Regions from separate parts of the Ovis aries genome. Here region 1 is linked to region 2. A link is a contact called in public Hi-C data. All regions are on one chromosome and are shown on one strand. Each heading gives the region's core, a stretch centred on a gene start, on an enhancer-like site or on the middle of the called end of the contact. The rest is flanking DNA. Distances are from core to core; before and after follow the strand shown.

Region 1 (7,840 bases), core at 3,775-6,274, 780 kb after region 2:
TCCCCTCCCTATAACCTTCCTCTCCAGGTAGGGCTGTAATAACACCTGTTTCTACTCCCCTGGCCACCTGGTGGAGTGTCTGAAACACAGGTGGAGTCAGAAACCTACACTTTCTGAGGTCCATCAAGACACACTGGACACGCTATCTCCTCCCATGACCCTCAGTCTCTCTACGTATGACTGGGTCGAGCAGGGTTTTCATAAGGTCTTTTCACCACTAAGCTTCTAGGATTTAGTGTGTCTGCAGTAGAAGCAGAATCAGTGATGGGAGGAAGGGGAGCTATTATGTCTCCGGTTAAGACCAAGAAAGCAAAGGGCAGTGGTGATGCTCATGCTAAAGGAGTAGGTCACTGTGTGAGACCAGCCACAGGGCCAGGCACACCTTACCTTCATCATCAGAATCATCACCTCGGCTGCAGCATCACTCAAGCTACCATCTCCTGGGAGCCTGTATCAGGCTCTTTGCTGGATGCTTTACATACTATTTCATTGTGTATTATTTCATATAGTTGTCCTTACAGGGACCGTCTAAGGTGGGGGATCATGTAAATCAACTCTACTCCAGCGAAAATTAAAAAAAAATTTTTTTAAGTGGTTCAGAAAGGTTAAGAACTAGTTTGTGGCTTCCAGGGTGACTCAGTGGTAAGGAATCTGCCTGCAATGCAAGAGATCTGAGTTTGATCCCTGGGTCAAGAAGATCTCCTGGAGGAGAAAATGGCAACCCACTCCAGTGTTCTTGCCTGGGAAATCCCAAAAACAGAGGAGCCTGGTGGGCTATAGTCCATGAGGTCACAAAGAGTCGGACACGACTGAGTGACTCAACAACAACAAAGAACTCGTTTTAGACAACACAGCCAACGGGGAAAGCTGTGTTTGACCAAGCATGTCTGTCTTCCAAGCCTCTGAACTTCTCACTGGCCTTGCCGCCTTCACCGCTCCTCTTCATCACCTCTGTCTTTTCTTCCGTGCTATCAGCAGGGCATGTCCTTCAGAGGTGGCCCCGGGCTCGGGTGGGGTGTGGCCACCACTACAGCGTGGGGAAGTGAGAGGGCCGTTGGGATCGTGGCGGCCCCTCATTGCCACTCAGAGTGCAGCCAGAACCAGATGGGCCGGTAGTGCAGACCCCACTCATCAGTGGACCACTTACTTTTCACATCACCCTGTGAAGTGGACAAGCCACTCGCCTTCTCAGGCTGCTCAATGCCAAGTAGATGTATGTGGCTTCCTTGTCCCCAGGAAAGCAGTTAAAGGATGTGCCTGTCCAGGCCCCAGACTCACTCCCTCTGGTCCTGGTGAGTAGTCCCCTGACCTTGGCTTCCACCTTCCTGGTGAGCTTTCCTTCAAGAACGGTGACCCCCAGGCATGAGAAATATGGGTGACTTCAGGAAAGAGCCCTGAAGTGACTCGAAAGCAGAAGCCCAGGGCCCTCACCCTTGCTTCCCCCTGCATCGCTAGTGACCTCAGCGTGTGGTCTCTGAGCAGGTTTTCCCCTCCTGGAAAACGAATGCTGACACGTCCCTTCCCAGTCCCTGGAAGCTAATTTATGCCTCTAATTTCTCCACTCTACCCAGCACATCAACACCAGAGGCAGATTCCTAAAACACCCATATAATCAGGTCACTGCCCCTCGAGGACTCCGGTGGTGGACTGGCAGAGCCAGGGTGCACACTTGGGTCACACGACGAGCCTTCTTTGACCGCACAGTAATGCTGCGCTCCTGTACCTGTGCTGTGGCCATGGAAATAGTACGTCACTTCCCAGGGGCCCCAGATAACCGTGCCTCCTGCTCCGTTAGCCTGGGACATGTGCCCACCTGGTGCCCAGCTCTCTGTCCCGTCCTTTCCCTATTTTAAGTCTTACCCATCCAGTAAGCTCAGGTCAGCTGCCATCTCCTCTGGGAAGCCTTCCCCGTTCTCTGTCTCCCTCGGCATGTTCTTTATACTTCATTGTAGCATCTTATTTATTTCATTCATTGAACTAAGTACCTATGCACAAAATTTCACATACAGTGATAGGTTCCATAACTTCCTACAGGGTCCCCTGGATCCTCATCAAAAGGTGATGACCCAGAAGCCCTGGGAACAATCCCCTCTTGTCCTAGCAGAGACCCCAGATTAGGTACTATGGGAGCAAGGCTCTTTGCTCTTGAGGACACCAGTTCTGACTTTTTCACCAACCAAAGATCTTGGGAGTTTTGATTCTTAAAGGGCTGTTCATCCAAGCAGATCAGCTTCCACTGAGAACTCTGGTTCCAAGAGACCAGCTCATTTCCAGGCAGCTGGAGGCACTCTGCAATGGAAGAAGAATGCAAAATGGGCACAGCCAGAATCTCTCTGGCACATAACAGCAGAGTAGGGGGCTCTGCAGCAAGATCCCAGCAAGTGCGGCAGAGCAGTGAAGGCAAGTGGTGGTGGTGGGGGGGGGGGGGGGGGGGGTGTGGGTGGTGGTGGGAGAGCCCGTGGGAGCTGGTATTATCTATCAGCAATGGCCCTTACACGATAATCTGCAGGATGAATTATTAAGTAAACCGTGTTTCTAGAATGCTACCTTTCTGTTTAAGAATGGGAGCGGGATATAGGTATGTGTGTATTGCTTATATTTTTCAAAAAGAAACAGCAGCAGAATTAAAAAAAAAAAAAAAGAATGGTTAGCTTGATATGAGGCAGGAAAGGAGAGGCCACGGGAATAGAAATGAGTGTTCTAAACCCTGTTCCATGATTTTGAAACCATAGAACTGGTCTTTGCATGATTAATCAAAGAAAACAGTGAAAACCATCTAGGAAAACAATGCGCAAGCTCTCCTCTCCAGAAATCAGCTTAGGCAGGGACTGCCCTGGAAGTCAATGGCACCCCACTCCAGTACTCTTGCCTGGAAAATCCATGGATGGAGGAGCCTGGTGGGTTGCGGTCCATGGGGTCGCTAAGAGTCCGACACGACTGAGCAACTTCACTTTTGCTTTTTACTTTCAAGCATTGGAGAAGGAAATGGCAACCCACTCCAGTGTTCTTGCCTGGAGAATCCCAGGGACAGTGGAGCCTGGTGGGCTGCTGTCTATGGGGTCCCACAGAGTCAGACACGACTGAAGTGACTTAGCAACAGCAGCAGCGCTGGAAGTCCAGTGGGTGAGACTCTGCACTTCCAATGCAGGGGATGCAAGTTCCATCCCTGCTTGGGGAGCTAAGATCCTACAAACCATGCAGCCAAAAAAAGTGTTAAATAACAACAATAATAAATAGAAATAAGCTTGAACAAAAGGACCTAACTCTGTGTCAGATTGTTGCATGGCAACGCAGAGACAAGAACTCCCACAAGTGACTTTACAAGCACTTCACTGACTGTACATCCCCAGTAGGATATACTGTAAAGAATTTTTTAAATTCCCAATAATTATACATTCCATAATCAATAGTCTTATTGTTAGCAGTAATGTCAACACCATTTTTGGGAAACATAAGCATGTTTCCTAAGGCACAAAAATAAACTTTCTCCACATTCAGCACTTCTCCCATTTAGCTCTGGTCCCCAGGCTGGTTTAAGCCCCTCAGGATTCTTTATCCCAGTGATAGAAACCATCCTCGCATCCTTACCCTCGCATCCCCAGTGCCTGACTCACAAGAGGTCCTCAACAAACATCTGTTGGGTTGAAATGAAGTCCAGGGTACCAAGGTTCTACTCAAATTCCCCCAACTCATAGCCTGTGCCATGTTCAGGAGGCTTCTGGTCTTTGTCACAGCCCCACTCAGCTCTCTGTGTCCTTTGGCCTTGAAGCATCAGGCAGCCAGGGGTCTAGCCTGAGTACCAGGGCTCCCAGCTTCAGACCCATGCTCCTACCCCACTATGCCACATCAGTAGTCATTTACTTCTTATAAAGAAACTTTTCCATCTATTATTTCATCTAATCCTCCCCCTAACCCTATTTCAAAGCTTGCTTTTACTTAAAAAGGAAACTGAGACTCGATGAAGCTAAGTCATTTGTCAAGGACCCTCTGCAAATGAATAATGTAGCTTGGTCAAAAATTCTTCGGACAGATGTAGGATGAAAGCCACCGTTACCCATGTTGTCTTGAGCAAATCATTCATTCATTCATTTACTGACTCAAAACCCCCTTACTGACTACATGAGGCAGTGTGTTGGTGCTATAGGTACACGGAGGTGAATACGGAATATAAACACTGCCCTCCAGGGGTATCCAAAGCTCCATTTCCCCATCGATCAAAATGAAAATATCAGTTTCTACCTCAAATGACGGATTACTGACAGACTGAAATAAACCAACATATATCTAGTTAGTACAGATACTTAGGGTGCGCGTAGACCTAAAGAGATACCACTATTCCTAGAACACCCAAGTCCAGAGACGCTTGTTAAGCACCGGCTAGGGTCTCAATCCAGTGCCAAGCAATGTGGGATTTCTCCCAGAGCATGACACAGAACCAGAAATGGGTACTGACTATCCATGGGATCCAAGTAGATGTCGGGCAGCCCTGGCGAGTCCTCCCAGGGGATGACCCATGTCAGAGGATGTAGACTTGAGTGATTTTAAACCCATGGGCTTTCAAGACAGATGTGGGTTTGGGTCCCAGCACTGCCATTGACTAGCTAGTGACTCTGGACAAGTTCCTTACCTGGGCTGCCTCTTGTGGAAAACAGGGGAAATAATAGCACCTCACTGGATCATCGGGAAAATTAAGTTAGGTATGTAAGTAAGTGTTAGTCGCTCAGTCAGGTCTGACTCTTTGTGACCTCATGGACTGTGTAGCCTGCCAGGCTCCTCTGTCCATGGGATTTCCCAGGCAAGAATACTGGAGTGGGTAGCCATTTCCTTCTCCAGGGGATCTTCCCAACTGAGGGATCGAACCTGGGGCTCCTGCTTTGCTGGCAGACTCTTTTCCATCTGAGCCACCAGGGAAGACCAGATAGTGTGAACAAAGTGCTTTAAACGGAACCCCAGACATAGTAAGAACTCAGGAAGTAGCTCCGGTACTAAGCTTCTCCTACTGTAGCACAAGACAAACTTGGGGTTCCTCTCTCACCTGAAAAGACGCTTTGGCCTCAACAACACCCAGGGCTGTGGACGTTGCTTGAAAGGAGTTGTGGAAGGACCCACACCCGCCCTCACTGCGCCTCGCGCCCCCCCAACCTCAGCCCCCTTGCAACTCTCCCTCTCTGCAGGGCTCAGCTCCAAGGAGTCCAGCTGGGTGCATCTGGCTGGGGAGATTAAATTATTTTTGAATTCCTAACTGAATGTTCTTTTAATGGAAACTTAATGACAGGCATTGAAATAGATTTCCTCCATAACCCCTCCTCGTGTGGCGCCCCCCACGCCGCTCTGTGCAGCGCAAATTCCGATAACCTTTATTCCCTACCCCTGGACTTTTATCTCCCCAGTGACAAACAGCCCTTGCTGGACAGAAAGAGGAAATTCCAGTCATTGTTCTCAAACTTCTGGCTTCCAAAATAAAAAGCTCTATCTCCCCTGTCAAGCTTTGATTGACATGCACTTCCTGGAATGGGGAGGACAACGGCCGGGGGGCGGGGCCAAGGCCTTATTTGCATTCTGATCATCTGAGCGCAGGAGACACGACCCCGTGCTAGTCACAGTCACCCTGTCGAGGACCCATCTCCCGTTTCATGCAAAATCTCCAAGGAAGACACCTCCTCAGCTGTCCCCGTGATCCACCAGGGAAGTGCTCTGCTGTCCATGGAAACAGGCCAAGCATCTCGCTCTTTAAATTTGGCAACTTGGAGAGGAACTTCGCCTTCCACCTTTTCTCTCTTGAAGAATAAAATTTTAGACAGTCCCCCACATCTTAACTCTAAATATTGGAGCTTGAACCACCCTAAGACCTGGAAGGTTAAACCAGGATCAGACTCTGCAAGTCAAAACCACAGGGCAGCGGAGATAAGCAGGCCATTCAGGGGGAATCAGTCCCCACCCCCCACCTCCCAATAAAACACTTTGAATATGGTGATGCACCATGCGGTTCAGTTTTTCTCGAAAGGACTAAGAAATGTTGAATACCTTTTAAAATGGATAAATCAGTGAATCGAATCATAGAGCACGCCTGGAGCAATAGCAGTCCCTGTATGTTCAGCCCTTGCCGGGAACCCTGCTACCACCTTGGAATAAAAGTTTAATGCCTTTAACACTGGCATTAAACTATGGGCAAGTTGGCTCTCTGGAACATTCTGTCTCCTATTCATTTCATTTACTCACTGGGTTCCTGTGCCTGTCATAACTCTCTCTCTTCGTATGTCCATGATTCTTAGGCTGCTTTGGGGTTCCAGCCACCCCTTAGGTGCCTTCAGGGACTTATTTCATCTGGGTGTAAGTATGTCAACTGTTGCTAAAGATTAAATGTGATTACAATGGTGGCTCAGCAGTAAAGAATCCAGCTGCCAATGCAAGAAATGTGGAAGGAGCTGTGGGTTTGATCCCTAGGTCGGGCAGATCCCCTGGAGGAGGAAATGGCTTCTCACTCCAGTATTCATGCCTGGAGAATCCCATGGACAAAGGAGCTTGGTGGGCTACAGTCCATGGGGTTGTAAGAGTCGGACAAAACTTAACAACTAAACAACAATGACCACAACAAAAGTTTCTATGGGAATTTGCATTAAAAAGTAGACTTCAAGTGGTAGAATGCCTTAATCCTAAGGAAGGAGTCCTTGGAAGCAGACAGTCTTCCATCAAATAACCTGGAAAGAAAGGTCATTTGCAAAGGTTCTGGTGGTTCTGCTCTTTTAGCAATCGAGAGGAATGGATCGCCTATGATGACCTTATTGATTGCCTATTCACCACCAGCATCCCCTAGCATCTGCTAAGGAGCAGAACAGACGCTCCAATCTACAAAAACACTGGAGTCATAAACCTTCATAGCAATGGATCAGCAGAGAATTCTAGCTTCCTCGAGCTTGTTATACCTGATTTCCTTTTGCTCTGTCAGCAGATTAAATGGCAACACCAACACGCCTACAGTCACAGAGTGATGGACCAGTAGGGTCCACCATTATAGCCACAGACAAAGCACACAACTCTGAACCCAGCGGATTCCTCACTCGTCTTCGTCAGAAGGACCAGAGACTGTGTATGCATCCGTACAATCTCCACCCCAGGCCTGGGTAAACCTCGTCATCAGTACCTGCAACTGTGTGCCAAGACTCACATGGAGAGTTTTGAGGGGCCACTAGGGAAGGGGGCATGTCTGCACCCAAGGTCATGTCCTGGGGATGCTGAAGACAAGACAACAGGCCACCCCTCATGCCTCCCGGGAGAAAGCCCACCCTGCCCAAGAAGACTGTCACTGGTTGGTCTTTCACACTAATGCACAATGACTGACACTTGGGGAAAGGACGTCACAGCCTCAGAGATTTAATATGTTAATCAACACACTGAAAACATTTTGATTCCTATGCAGTTTTGGGTACTGTCCTCTCCAGAATACATTCAAAATAATGTGGGGGGTGGGGAACTGAACAAGACATTCACAGTTAAATCCCCTCCTTCAGAGCAAAATAAAATACTTCTCTGTCCATGGAATTCTCCGGTATTCTTGCCTGGAGAATTCCATGGACAGAGGAGTCTGGCGGGCTACAGTCCATGGAGTTGCAAAGTGTTGGACCCAGACTGAGTGACTAACACACACATAATATAAGGATATCACAGTGGTCTCTTTGAGGAAGAATGTGGTGTTGGCTCTCAGAGGCAGGAAAACCTAGCATTTTTCTTATGGGGAAGTCACATCCTATTCCCCACCGTTCCATGCTTCTCCTTTAGAAACAGCATTTCAGTTACAAACCCTCAGGCGAAAAACATAAGACATATTTTTTTCTCGGAAGCA
Region 2 (6,757 bases), core at 2,249-4,748:
TGGAAAACAGGACGCACGTCTTAAGTGTTGTGCTTCAAACAAAGTTACTTCTGTAAAGCACTTCGTATAGTTTTGGAGATAAGCATTCAATATACTTGCAGTGTCTCCTTATCTTTTCTTTAAACAGCAGCAGCCACAGTAGCAGAGTGAGAGGCAGGGGGCAGGAGGAGGAAAAAAAAAAAAGAAAAAAAAATTCAGACCAAAAATCTGGTTGTAGCCATTTCTGTCTTAGAACCCCAGGTGGGAGTCTAGAGGTCGGGGAACAGAGCCAGTGCAAGGCTATTCCCTTGGTCTCAGACGGCTAGGAAAGGTTAAGAGCAGCGAGCCATAACTAACTGCATTGCACGATGTGCAATAACTGAAATCCACGATGTGATCGCACTGTCTTCCTCCAACCTTCCACAAAGGTTTCCTGCACACCTACTGTGTTACCAGCTAATTAGCTCTGGGTCTCCCAGCCGACAAAAGGCAGAGGGGAGGAGCTGCCCCAGGTTCCAAAGAGAGAGGGTTAATGGTGGACATTCTCGCAGTGCCGACGGCGGATTCTCCTCGCCTTCTGCAGAAATCCAGGGAGCAGAACTTTCCCTAACATATGGCAGTGCATTTAAAATAAACTGTTTATTCGGAAATAATTTTAAACTTAACAGAAAACTGAAGAATACAGTTGCCCCCAGTATATGAGGGAGGTTGGTTCCAGGACCTCCAGCAGACACGAAATTCTGTGAATGCTTAGATCTCTTATATAAAATGATGCAGCCCGGCCAGCTGCCTGTATCCTTGGATGCGGAACCGCGGATGCTGAATGCGGCCATCCAGAGGGCTGACACAGAGGGTGTGTGGGTAGTACAGAAGTTCCCATATACCTTCTGCCCAGGTTCACCTCTTGTTAACATTTAACCCTGTCTGCTTTGTCATTTGCTCTATGTGGCTATCTATACACTCTCACTTGGCTTTTTTTTTTTTTTCTCTCAGTAAATTTCCAGGGTAAATTGTATTCATTATGTTCTTTACTCCTAAATACTTAACTGTAAATTTCCTAAGACCAGGACTCTTCTTTCACATGATTACGGTATAGTTAACTGACACAGTCAATCGAACATGGTGTAGTTGGAAGTTCGTATTTGGAGTTCATCAAATGAGGTCCTGAATAGCACGTTTTCTCGTTTAGTGCAGTTTGGATTGATTCTTGCCTGATCTTTACAGTCTTTGCTGTGATGGTGGCAAGTGATAACTTCCTGTCTCCATCAGCTACTCTATTTACTGATAGGCACCCCGTATTCTATTGTAATTAGAAGCCCCCCTTCTCCCCATCTATTTATTTTTCTACTTATTATCTGCCTGGACTTGCATTTTTTCAATGGTTTGCAGTTCACCACCCTGCATAATCATTGTGATGCTCAAAGTGTCCCAGATTTGACTCCTGAAACTCTTTCAGACTGGCTCCTGTGTCCATTCGGGCAGCCTTAATGGACCGTTACAAGGTGCCTCAGGGCTTCCCAGGTGGTTCAGTGGTAAAGAATCCCCCTGCTAATCCAGATGCCACAGGAGATGCAGGTTCAATCCCTGGGTGGGGAAGATCCCCTGGAGGAGGAAATAGCAACCCGCTCCAGTATTCTTGCCTGGAAAATCCCATGGACAGAGGAGCCTGGCAGGCTACAGTCTGTGGGGCTGCAAACGGTTGGACAGGACTGAGTGATTAACACACATATATGCATATAGTCTCCTGCAGAGCTTAGTCGGAAGAGTCCTGGCACGCCCTTCTTGGGGGTCACCTCTGATCTCTTCTTGGAGTTGGCTTTCCTTTGAAGGATCCCAGTGGGCTCCTAGCAGTTGCTGCTGTTGCTGAACCGCCTTGACCCCCTCCCTGGCCTGCTCCAGCCTATTAGCACCGCTGAGCTCTCTGTCTTCCCATCTCTCCCTCCTCTTTATTCTTCTCTGACTATGGTGAGGCTGACCTGTTACCTGCAGGCCTCAATGCCTATCTCAACATCTTTCTGGGTCTCATTTGCTTCCATGTATAAACCGAGGAAATGGTTGGGCTCACCTTTAAACACCCAGGGCAGATATTTTCTCTTCCTCTCAAGCCATTCAATCTCTTTTGCGCAGTGGAGCTAGGTCCTGCCTCTGGGTACCACCTCTGGTTCCCAAGGTGATACGCATCCCAGCTGCTTCAACACTCACCCTACAGCATTCCCAGGGATGTTGACTCTCTCCTGTTTGCATATTCAATGAGCTCCTTGAGTTTGGGGACCACATAATCAAATCCCAAGTATATAATCCAGTGCCTGGAGCCCAGAGGGTGCCAAACACATGTTTGGTGAATTAGAAATACATGGGTCCAAAAGATCATCAGTTTCCTTTCGAATCCTATATACCTCGCTTTTTGTAATGCAAAATTCAAAGGCTGACTCACTTTGCTGTACAGCAGAAAATAACACACCATTGTAAAGCAATGATGCTCCAATAAAAATTTTTTTAAAAACAAGCAAAGTCAGGGGCTTCCCTGGTGGTACAGTGAACAAGAATCCAGCTGCCAATGCAGAGAACACAGCTGCTATCCCTGGTCTGGGGGGACCCCACATACTGCAGGGCAGCTGAACCCATGGGTCACAAGCACTGTGCCCAAGTGCCGCCGCTGCTGGAGCCTGCCTGCTCGAGAGCCGGTGCTCTGAGACGAGAGGCCACCCCAGTGGGAAGCCCGCACGCCGCAACTAGAGCGCTGCCCCCACTCGCCAGATCTAGAGAAAAGCCCTTGCAAAACAACGAAGACCCAGCAGAGCCAAAAATAAATACCTAAATAAAATTAAATTTGAAAAAGCCGGGTCAGATGTATGTCTTTTTCTTGGTTATGCGAGCAGAGTAGTGGGGATTTTTTTTTTTAACCTCTTATCATTTTGTTTCTCTCCGTTTATTTTACATCTATTACACAAAACTTCTATGAGAACAGGGTAAGATAGTCTTCTTCCTTTTATAGAAGGAACGGCTCAAAGAAGAAGCAAGAGAAGTTTCAGAAATATCCTGGGAATTCAAGTAGAAACGGACTGCCTTGCTCAGTGCTGGACCCCAGAGTGAGAAAGAACTTTGTAAACAAAGAACAATGAGTCAGTGAATGATGTGGCCGCATCTGTGGGTTAGAGCGGAGGTGTGGTCCCCACGACTTGTGTCTGCAAACCTTTCAGTATGACAGCTGAGGAGGCCCTTTATTTAAAGCCCAGCTGAAAGTGTACACAGAGCTTCAAAGTCTGTGGTCAATGGAAACGATGCTAAATATCCTCTGGCCAAGAGAGGGTGTACCTTGCCTGCGTGAGCTTGGAGGGACCCCCAGGAGAACCTCCACGTGCCATCATCTCATTTCTCATGAACTGTTTCTCAGCCCCTTGGGGAAAACAGCTTTGCGGCCACCATACATCACTTTCAAAGCGAGCAGCAAAGTCATCTTTGGCAAGCCTTCTGTTCTCTCAGCCAAACCACCAACAACTCCTCTTTCAGGCAAGGCTTCCTGGCCTGGCCTGTACTCTGCTCACCACAAGGGTGATGCCGCTCGTGGCTGTGTTGGGAGGAGGCCGTCACGAGGGTGAAACGTGAAGAAAAGGCATGTGAAACCCATCTGAAAGTACAGACAAAAATTTGTAGGGTGAGTGTGGATTGTGACAGAGGGGAGATTATCTTTGTAAGAACAAGTGGGAAAAATGTGAGAGGATTTGAGAGGATTTAATGAGGGTGAGTTTTCTATAAGGCTGCATTGATAGCTCTCTTTCACACGTCAAAACTGTTGAATCCATCTCTCCTCCCTCTATATTCCCCTAGTATGTTATTCATACATTTTCACAGTATTTACGACAGTCGGTCACATATGACTTATTCAGCTTGGCAGGGCAGGCTTTGATATTCACTGATCTGCATTTCCTCCATGGTGTCTGCCGTAGTAATTTACATTTTCTTTGCTTCATAATATTTCTTTAGTTTACCTAACTTTATTATTGTAACAAAGATAAATCAAAATTCATGGGTGGCACTTACTATGGGGAGTCAGGGAGTAAAATGAATAACATTCAGAAGTTGATAGAATACATTCTGAATCTTGAATAAGGTGCCATACCCTGAAGAGTGTGTTATTTATGGTAAAAGAATAGTCTTACTACTTGAGGAAAAGAATTGATGATCGTTTGTGGCAGTTGATAAACATGCATTGGAGGAGGGCTGAAATTTTTTTTTTTAATGTGAGTCAGTGTAATCAGAACTTCCATTTGGATTTTTATTTTAATCAGTGCTAACTTTTCTTCTAAAATAATAACAGAGAGTCCCTGATAGTCTGGTGGTTAAGACTCCATTCTTCCAATGCAGGAGGTGTGAGTTTGATCCCTCACTGGGGAACTGAGATCCCACTTGCCATGCGGTGCAGCCAAAAATAATAATAATAATAACAGTATGAAGAAAGAATGATACAGTGAATATAATGAGAGTAATTAAACTTCACTAACCTTGCCTCCATCATGGCAGGACCGATATCAGAGTCTCCCGTCCAAGTGGGTAGAACTGTAAATCTTCAGACACATGCAGAAGAAAGGCTTGGCTGTGACATGGGTTGAGACTCAGGGAATGTTGAAACAACTGGTCCTTGAGGACGGGAGTGCTGAAATAATATGTTGTTTTAAGAGTCATCACTGGGAGACTGACATTTCAACACACTTGAATAACTTCTTTGCAGTAAAAATGTTTAGGCTTTTTTAAAAAATGAAGCTGGATAAGTAATAGAAGACTTCAAGTGAAAAATCACTCAACTTAGATAATTTCACGGCAAAGAAGTCAGACTCTGCAGTTAGACATGTTCCCAGCAAGCCCACCCCGATGTTGTCTATTGCCAATGAGCATTGCTTTGAGTTGGATCCTCTTCTGAAATTAAAAATTTAGGTGAATGACAGACCATCAGAAAGAATGAAATAATGCCATTTGTACCAACATGGTTGGACCTAGAGATAATCCTACTAAGTGAAGTAAATCAGAAAGAAAAAGATAAATACAATATGAAATCACTTATATGTGAGATCTAAAATATGACAGAAATGAGCTTATCTATGAAACAAAAACAGATTCACAGACATAGGGAACAGACTGTGGGTGCCAAGGGTGGAGGCAGAGGGGTGGAGAGGAATGGATAGGAGTTTGGGGTTTGAAGATGCAAACTGGTATATGTAGGTTGATAAACAACAAGGTCCTACTGTACAGCACAGGGAATTCGATTATATATATATATATATATATATATATATATATTCGATTCTGTATATATATGAGTTACTCTTCAGTTCAGTTCAGTTCAGTTCAGTAGCTCAGTTGTGTCCAACTCTTTGTGACCCCATGAACCATGGTATGCAAGGCCTCCCTGTCCATCACCAACTCCCAGAGTCCACCCAAACTCACGTCCATTGAGTCAGTGATGCCATCCAACCATCTCATCCTCTGTCGTCCTCTTCTCGTCCTGCCCTCAATCTTTCCCAGCATCAGGGTCTTTTCCAATGAGTCAGCTCTTCTCATCAGGTGGCCAAAGTATTGGAGTTTCAGCTTCAACATCAGACCTTCCAATGAACACCCAGGACTGATCTCCTTTAGGATGGACTGGTTGGATCTCCTTGCAGTCCAAGGGACTCTCAAGAGTCTTCTCCAACACCACAGTTCAAAAGCATCAATTCTTTGGCACTCAGCTTTCTTTATAGTCCAACTCTCACATCCATACATGACCACTGGAAAAACCATAGCCTTGACTAAACAGACCTTTGTTGACAAAGTAATGTCTCTGCTTTTTAATATGCTGTCTAGGTGGTCAGAACTTTTCTTCCAAGGAGTAAGCGTCTTTTAATTTCATGGCTGCGGTCACCATCTGCGGTGATTTTGGAGCCCAGAAAAATTAAGTCTGCCACTGTTTCCACTGTTTCCCCATCTATTTTCCATGAAGTGATGGGACCAAATGCCATGATCTTCGTTTTCTGAATGTTGAGCTTTAAGCCAACATTTCACGCTCCTCTTTCACTTTCATTAAGAGGCTCTTTAGTTCTTCTTCACTTTCTGCCATAAGGATGATGTCATCTGCATATCTGAGGTTATTGATATTTCTCCCAGCAATCTTGATTCCAGCTTCTGCTTCCTCCAGCCCAGCATTTCTCATGATGTACTCTGCATATAAGTTAAATAAGCAGGGTGACAATACACAGCCTTGATGTACTCGTTTTCCTATTTGGGACCAGTCTGTTGTTCCATGTCCAGTTCTAACTGTTGCTTCCTGACCTGCATACAGGTTTCTCAAGAGGCAGGTCAGGTGGTCTGGTATTCCTGTCTCTTTCAGAATTTCCCACAGTTTATTGTGATCCACACAGTCAAAGGTTTTGGCATAGTCAATAAAGCAGAAATAGATGTTTTTCTGGAGCTCTCTTGTTTTTTCGATGATCCAGCGAATGTTGGCAATTTGATCTCTGGTTCCTCTGCCTTTTCTAAAACCAACTTGAACATCTGGGAGTTCATGTTTCACTCTACAGCAGAAATTAACACGGCATTGTGAATCAACTATACTTCAATAACATAAATGAATAGATAAGTAAATAATTAATAAAACTTAAAAAGTAGCATTTTAAGTGAGAGAGAATAGGCTTGAGATTCCCAAATTCTCTTGAGAACATTACTGAAAAAATTGAAATTTAAGTGACAAGATCTGATTTTTCTGAGAATGAGAGAAATTAAGGTAAACAGTTCTATCACAAATGCA

The links. Hi-C and Micro-C count contacts between places; a contact is called where the count stands out from the background.
Region 1: a contact with region 2 is called in a Hi-C map of liver, with 5 times the contacts expected there. The contact joins two enhancer-like sites. A contact is called at or near these places in 6 of 16 Hi-C or Micro-C datasets (blood, hypothalamus, liver and 1 more).

Annotation. Positions count from the first base shown.
Region 1 is chr21:29,645,932-29,653,771 of ARS-UI_Ramb_v3.0, forward strand. KCNJ1 (potassium inwardly rectifying channel subfamily J member 1) reads right to left here. Exons shown (of 2, transcript XM_060404264.1): 2 at 7,356-7,840. Among named protein-coding and RNA genes, the nearest start is that of KCNJ1, 37 kb to the right of the region's middle. Within about 2 kb of position 5,025, at least 4 of the 54 cell types and tissues checked have an H3K27ac peak or open chromatin away from gene starts, as enhancers often do. A contact at or near this core is called in liver, where this site is marked.
Region 2 is chr21:28,871,648-28,878,404 of ARS-UI_Ramb_v3.0, forward strand. No RefSeq gene overlaps it. Among named protein-coding and RNA genes, the nearest start is that of TRNAR-CCU, 360 kb to the right of the region's middle. Within about 2 kb of position 3,499, at least 3 of the 54 cell types and tissues checked have an H3K27ac peak or open chromatin away from gene starts, as enhancers often do. A contact at or near this core is called in liver, where this site is marked.